Regions from separate parts of the Oryctolagus cuniculus genome. Here region 2 is linked to region 1. The links are chromatin contacts, called in public Hi-C maps. All regions are on one chromosome and are shown on one strand. The core of a region is the stretch at or near the end of the contact, and the rest is flanking DNA. Distances in the headings are between cores, read along the strand shown. Region 1 holds the start of PGK1 (phosphoglycerate kinase 1). Region 2 holds the start of MAGT1 (magnesium transporter 1).

Region 1 (3,737 bases), core at 855-3,354:
GGCCCAAATTGTAGTCGTGGCTCTGCCACCAACTTGTTAGTTCAGTAACCTTGAACAGGTCACTTTACATCAACTAAACAGGACTAGCCAATCATTTCAAAGCTCAGGATTAATCTCTGTTAAAGGTAACTTTATTAGTTGCACAGGGAGAAAAGATAAGCACCTCCTCCAGTCCTATCCCCAAGAGAGCTGAGTTAATTCCTCAGACCACTTTCCCTGGAGAAAAGCAGACAAAGCTCAAGACTGCAATTCTAGGAAAGAAACCAGCACGATGCCCATCCTGTCTTTCAGCTGCTGCATGTATCTGGAAAGTCAGCATGGAACACAGTGGAGATAAAAGGAAATAATTCAAACTTAACAGTTAGCCCTACACCAATATCCATCCACCCTATTCTCCATTGGGCCTACTCCCTTTCTTTAGTATCACAGGAGGGTCAGAAAGGGCCCTTATCTAATACTAAAATGGCTGTGATTTCGACTTTGCCAAGACTGGAAGGGCCTATGTCATTTGGGGCAATGTGAACACCACGTGTTTCTCATGGATCTAAGCTATTGGGGTCTTGATAGCAAGGCAGAAAAGACCATCTATAAACCCATATTGGCCATAATAATTTTATAGGGAAAGAGAGCTATGTGAACTTTTTAGAGTATCTATACAATTCTCTTAAGTCTTAAGTACCCTCAAATGTTTAAAGCTAGGGGAGGGAGATCCTCACTTGCCTTATGTGTCTGCTAACATCCGTAAGTGCCCTCACTTGAACCTGCCCAAAATGGGAAAAGGGCTGGATCACACCATTCATCTGCCTGTCCATCAATCAACCACTTCTCGAAAAGGTCAGTGCTGCACAACACAATTAATCCAAGCCCCTGAAACCCTTCAAAAGCCCACTGTTGGAGGTAGCCAAGATATATCACGGGCTGGTGCTTTAGTAACCCACCTAACCATCCTCTTACACTTTGCTCCGGGCAAAGTTACAAAAAGAAGAAATGTAAAAATTTCATACATCACACTAGGAATTCTGGCATATAAGCGAGAAGCCATGTTGGTAAGTAACCTGGGATCCACATGTGCAGAGCAAGAGACCCCAAAGTGCATGAAAAGCCTTCCCCAATTCTAATACCCAACTCCTCTAGAACATGTAGTGTGAGGTTGGAGAACAGCAAATATGAGGAGCCACACCCTGCTCTCCCATTACCCAGCATGTGTCACAACTGTGATGCACACCTCGGGGCCTGGAGTCCTACAAGGTACGGCGACAGCGGCCTGTTACATAAGCTTTGCAAGGCCTCCTCTGGTACGCCCCTCCCCACCCTCCCACCCCCAATTCTTCAGAGGCGTTCTACTGAATATTTAAATCGGCATCCTCTGGGAAAGGTATCCCTTTGTGCAGGGACCTCTGAAATGGGAGCCATTTCTCTTTCGTCTGGGATGGTCTGGGGCCGTGGGGGAAGGGAAATTTTACCCAATGACCTTTCAAGGTCCCTTTCTTGGGGCCTACAGATTTGCGGGATAAGCATTAAGTCCCACCATGCCGACTAGGAGCTGGAGGCGACAGAATTGCATTTCAAGAATAAAAAAGAGAGCAAAACGAGTCCTGGCAATCAGAACCCTCACTCACTCAGTGGAATCCACGCCCAAAGAGTGACTACAGCCGCTTTCTCAGCGGGCAAAAATGCAGTTACAAACCTCAAATCCGTCCCAGCCACAACGGACAGCAGCCTCGCCCTGCAAGCCTAGCACCCCTGAGCCCCGGCTGAAGGCTACAAGCAACTTTGGGCAGCCAAGGGAAAAAGTCAGCCCTGGCCAGAAAGGCTGCGGCAGAGGCCGAGGGCGTGCGGGTACCAACGTGTTATTACCTCATCACGACTCGCTTCCCCTTCACGTCCAGCTTGTCCAGAGTCAGCTTGTTAGAAAGTGACATCTTGGCGACTGAGCAGAGGCGAGAGGCCGGGGTCTCAGGCAGCGGCGGGATGGGGATAAGAGAGCAGGCAACGTGCGATCAGGCCGGACGCGTGCAGCAGACTGGGAGCCGCGCCGCCCGGGACCGGGTCCACGACGTGCCCGAAGCCCCGCCTCCCGCCCGCCCCTTCCCGGCTGCTGTTCTGGGCGCGCCGAGCAGAGCAGCGGGTATTGGCCGCAGCCCGAAGGGGCGGATGCGATGCCATTGCTCCGAGGCTCTGTCTGTCTGCGAGGGCACTGGTGGGACGTGCAGTTTCCATTTGTCACGTCCGGCACGCAGCGACAGCAGGGAATCTTCCCGACTAGGGGTGGAGCTGCGGCGTTGTCGCGGGGCCCCGGAGGTGGTGCGGAAGGGGCCGAGTGGTGCCGAGGGGCGGGCGGAGAGTGTGCCAGGCCCGAGGCAGCGGCCTCTGCCACCGTCCCCGGAGCTGTGCTCAGAACAGCCGCAGCGCTGAGCAGGCCTATGACGCCATGGAATTCCAGGCAACCCTAACAGGATCAATGCAAATACCACCTCCGTATGGCTCCTCCAAATGGAATTGTGATACTAAGCCCTTATTTATTAATACAGACCTCTCAGAAGTCAGGAAAGATCCAGATCCCCCTGCCTTCCTCCTTTTGTTTAGAATGAAAAGCTCAATGTAATTGTTCCGGTTACTACGTGGTTAATGCTAGGGCAAACCCATATAGCATTTGTTCATGTATTAAGGAATGCAGTGCTCGTAAAACTTGCGATAAACTGTCATCCTGATTTTGCAGGCGAGCTAAGTGATGCACAAAGATTTAGCTCAGGGTCTCAGAATGTGTAATAGATTTCAAACCTAGACCATCCGGATCTAGGGTCCATAAACTAAACTGTATTTCAGACGCCACTGCTAGGAACTAGGTACTCTGTGTCCAGCATGCTTCCAGTCAGCTGGAATGAAGTAAATCGAATCTGAAGCAAAAATTCCCACACTTGGCATTTGAGGTCCAGATAAGTTTTATTGCAAGACACAATTTAAAATTACAAGGTGCACATCCATTTCTTTTGAGCCTGTCCCTGTTTATAATGGTAAACCTCACTAGGAAATAACTTCTTGGAGTTCCTTCTAAATGAGTCTACATTCGAGGCCCAGATGACCCTCCTGGCCTTCTCATGATCAATTGTGGGTATATCTAGCACTTTGTTCATTCCATCTGGGTTATCGTGGTAGTGGAAAGCCATTTTTTTTTCAAAGATGTTTTTATTTATTTGAGAGAGAGAGTTACGGATGGAGAGAGGGTGAGACGGAGAGAAAGGACATCCATCTGTTGGTTTACTCCCTAAATGGCTGACACGGCCAGAGCTGAGCTGATCTGAAGCCAGGAGCTTCTTCTGGGTCTCCCACATGTGTGCAGGGGCCCAAAGACTTGGGCCATGTTCCACTGCTTTCCCAGGTTATTAGCAGAGAGCTGGATCAGAAGTGGAGCAGCCCAGACATGAACCAGTACCTGTATGGGATGCTGGCACCACAGGCAGCAGCTTAGCCCACTACGCCACAGCACCTGCCACGTGTCAGTTTTTTTTAATTGTTTGCATGATTAGGAAAAAAATGTTTAATTTGTCTCTCAAAGACCTAGAAGCTTAGAGTATTTCAAAACGTTCATAAAAAGTGGAATTTAAAGATAAATTTTGTATTAGTCAATTTTTTGTCGCTGTAACTTCAATACCTGAGAAAAGCTAGCTTATAAAAGAGGAGTTTATTTCAGTTCACAGCATTGGAGGCTTACAGCCCAAGATCAGGCAGCACCATTA
Region 2 (3,737 bases), core at 842-3,341, 220 kb after region 1:
CTCTGCCTCTCTGTAACTCTGCCTCTTCAATAATTAAATAAAATCTTTTTATAAAATGTACTTTCCTTCATTTAATATTCCTATTTACTTTATTCCATATTAAGAATATTGGCTTTCAACATCAATCTTTTTACACATTTATATTACATAAAGTGTATTTTCAGAGTGTCTATACCTATATCACTGTGAGAAAAACACACAAAGCAGAGATTAAGATTTATTTTCAGGAACATAAGTTTGGCCTAGCAGTCAAAATATCCAGATCTCATATCTGAGTATCTGGGATCAGTGTCCTGCTTAACTCCTTTCTCTAGCTTCCCATCAATTCAGGTGGTAGTTCAAGTAGCAGGATCCCTGCTACCAACATGGGAGAGCTGTATTGAGTTCCCGGATCATGGCTTGGGCACTCTGCCCAGTCTTGGGCATTGTGGACATTTGGGGACTGAACCAGGAAATAAGAGTACTCTCTACCTGCCTTTCAAAAAATACATGAATTTGGGGCCAGTGTCATGGCATAGCAGATAAAGCTACTGCCTGCAATGCCCGCATGAGCCCCAGTTCATATCCCAGCTGTTCCACTCTCTATCCAGCTCCCTGCTAATGGCCAGGGAAAAGCAGTGGAAGATTGCCCAATGCTTGGGCCCTGTTACCCACCTGGGAGACCCGGATTAAAGCTCCTGGCTCTTGGCTTCAGTCTAGTCCAACCCGGGCCATTGAGGCCATTTGAGGAGCAAAGCAGCAGATGGAAGACCTCTCCCTCTACCCCCTCCACCGTGACTCTGTTCTCCATCCCTATCAGTTTACCTTTTCCAAAATGTTATGTAATTGGATCAAACAGTCTAGCTGAGTGTACTACTATATTTTGCATTTTTTCTTATTATGAGTATACATAACCACTTTGTGCATTTTTTTCATATCTTAACTTCACATCTTCCCACTTCAGAAGCAGCTCTTTTTCTTTCCATAGTGTCATCCTGGTCTTGCCAACATGATGATTATTCTTTTCCTATGGGTATTTTCTTTCCAGCAGGGCCTAAGAGAATAGTCATATACTCAGTTGTGCACCATCAAAATAAATCCAAATTATGGGTAGACTGATTTTATTTTGCTATTTTTCCTTCTTGGACATATGATTATTTTGTAGTAAAAGCACCACAGTTTTTTTTTAAGATTTATTTATTTATTTATTTGAGAGGCAGAGTTATCGGGATGGGGAGAGGAGGTCTTCCATTCGCTGGTTCACTCCCCAAATGGTCGCAATGGCTGGAGCTCAGCTGATCTGAAGCCAGGAGCCAGGAGCTTCTTCCGAGTCTCCCACATGGGTGCAGGGGCCCAAAGACTTGGGCCATCTTCTACTGCTTTCCCAGGCCAAGCAGAGAGCTGGATTGGAAGTGGAGCAGCCAGGACTCAAACTGGTGCCCATATGGGATGCCGGCACTGCAGACTTTACCTGCTATGCCACAGCATCAGTCCCAAGATCATGCTTCTTTACAACCTTAGTTTTGCACCCCTCCTCAAAATAAAATAATAAGTAGAAGGCATTAGCTGTCTATAACCCTTAATTATGTCCTTGCTGGTACTTTAAGTAGTACATAACAGAGTTTAATTTTTAAAAATTGCCATAAATAATCAAAAAGTTTTGAAAATAAATTTTTGATGTCCTCTTTTTCCAGTGCTCCTAGCCCAACTCCTGGCACACAGACGGCATTCAATAAGCTCTTGTTCCTATATCGTTTTTAAAATCTCCTTTAGTGATATTAAGAATTTTGCTTTCCTACTTTTAGTGATTTTCATTTTGATTTAAAGTCTTTTCATGGGAGGATGAGGGACAAAGATAGCTGCTATCACTCACGTGGCTAGGTCTCATTTTTCTAAATATTATATGAAAGAGGCAGTTCTCAAGGACTTCTAAACGATTGTGAGAGAAAGATTCCGTTTTAGCAACCTCAAGCCATTTTGGACAGAAGAAAAAAAAAGCCGCAACGATTCAGAACTGCGCATGCGTTTTTTGAAGAGCCCAAGACACGACTTCCTTACGAAAATGCAAGGGGCGGCCCATTATCTTCAGCGGTCCAATAAAAAGCCTCCAGATTGTCCTTTTTCGATTGGCTAACCGGGACCAATTAGAAGTGAACTGTGTTTTAGCGGGCGGCTAGCAGTAGCGCGCTGTGACGTAATGTGAGGGGTCGCCAGGCAGGGCTGAGCTGAAGCAATCAGAAAAGGCAAGGGGCCGGTTTGCTGTTCTCACGCCCCACCTTCAGGCCCAGTCAGAGGAAAGTTTTCGCTGGCGAAAGGGAGAGCTACGAACATGGCAGCGCCTCGGTGGTTCTGGTGCGCCTCTGCGACCATGGCGGTGGCGCTGCTGCTCATTTACGAGGTTCCTTTGGCTTCTGCCCAAAGAAAGAAGGAGGTGAGGACGCGGTTTCCAGCAACAGGGGCTTTTCACAATCGCTGGGCTTGAGAGGATCTTTTTGCTCCTTCCCGCTCGCCCTTCCCCGCCAGTTTCTGTCCTTTGGTGGCTTCAGTTCCGCCGTCTGGGGAGTTGTTGGATTCGCGAGAGAAGGAACTGTAACTCCTTGTTTTCTGGGAATACAGTCTGAGAGTGGAGTCGGGGAGCAAGCTGGCTTCTATAGGCCTGTGAATGTACATCTATGAGTTTTGACACTACTGTGAGTTGGGGGCCACATCGAGTGTTGGCAGTGGGAGTTTGCTTTGAGGTCCAAGAGGCAGATTATGAGAAATTCTTTTCTGCTGTCAGCAAATTCAACTATGTATAAGAGCTGCCTATTCTGTAGCGTTTTCTCTTCTGGAGTGTGAGACTTAGACCAGAGTGAAATTATGCCAATTTGATTACATTGTCCAGATAATGATTTCAAAGCAATTTACTAGATCGAAAGCCCTTAAACCATTTTCAATCGTTTAACAAAAATCAAACGTGCTAGGCACTGTTCTAAATTGGGTGATGGACATAAATGAACAAAACTGAGATCCCTCCTTGTGATTTACAGGCTTTGCGGAGTGCAGGAAATAACAATATTCTTTACTCACCACTAAACGATCCAGGCAGAAAATTTTAACACTGTGTTTAACCTTCTAATTTTATGGGTGAAAAAAAAATACAAACCCTCAATTTGCTCACTTAATTACCGGCAGAGAAGGGGTAAAGCGCTAGGTCTGTTAGTCTAATACTATTTCCTGTGCGTTCTGTTTCCTCTAGTACCCGAGATCCATACACGTACCTTTAGAATACTGGTTAAACATTTCAAATGCTTGTCAACTTGAGCTGGATTCAGACAGAAAGTATGTTTCTGAGCGTTTGAACGATTCTTTAAGAAGAAAAAATAAGCAAGCTAAAACAACAGTCAGTATGTTATTAATTAGACTGGCAAAAGGAAAATAAAATATGTAGTTATTAAAAGTATGGTGAATGTATGCAGAACCATACATTGGAACTAGACATTGATGTGCTTTTGGAAGGAGAGTCCTAAACCATTCTTAAGTGGAAAACAAGCTGCAATGCAATATATAATTTTATATCAAGGAATTCTTTTATGTTTAAAAAAACACAAAAATCCCTATAAGTAAGTGTATATGTATGTAATATGTATAAAGAAACCTCTGTTAAGGACATAACAGTCCTTTAACAGTAGCTATTTCTGGGCAGTTGGGATTGTTAATGAGGGGTACATATTCACTTTTTACCTTATATACTGGTATGTCTTAATTTCTAAATTGAC

Evidence for each region. A called contact is a pair of places that touch in the nucleus more often than the background predicts.
Region 2: a Hi-C map of an unstated tissue shows a contact between it and region 1, with 2.8 times the contacts expected there. The contact joins the promoter of MAGT1 here to the promoter of PGK1 in region 1. A contact is called at or near these places in 2 of 6 Hi-C or Micro-C datasets (psoas muscle and an unstated tissue).

What each region holds. Positions count from the first base shown.
Region 1 is chrX:71,943,093-71,946,829 of mOryCun1.1, forward strand. It overlaps PGK1 (phosphoglycerate kinase 1), which reads right to left and starts at 2,105. Exons shown (of 11, transcript XM_002720132.5): 1 at 1,858-2,105. The coding sequence starts at 1,922.
Region 2 is chrX:72,166,223-72,169,959 of mOryCun1.1, forward strand. It overlaps MAGT1 (magnesium transporter 1), which reads left to right and starts at 2,092. Exons shown (of 10, transcript XM_008272956.4): 1 at 2,092-2,410. The coding sequence starts at 2,309.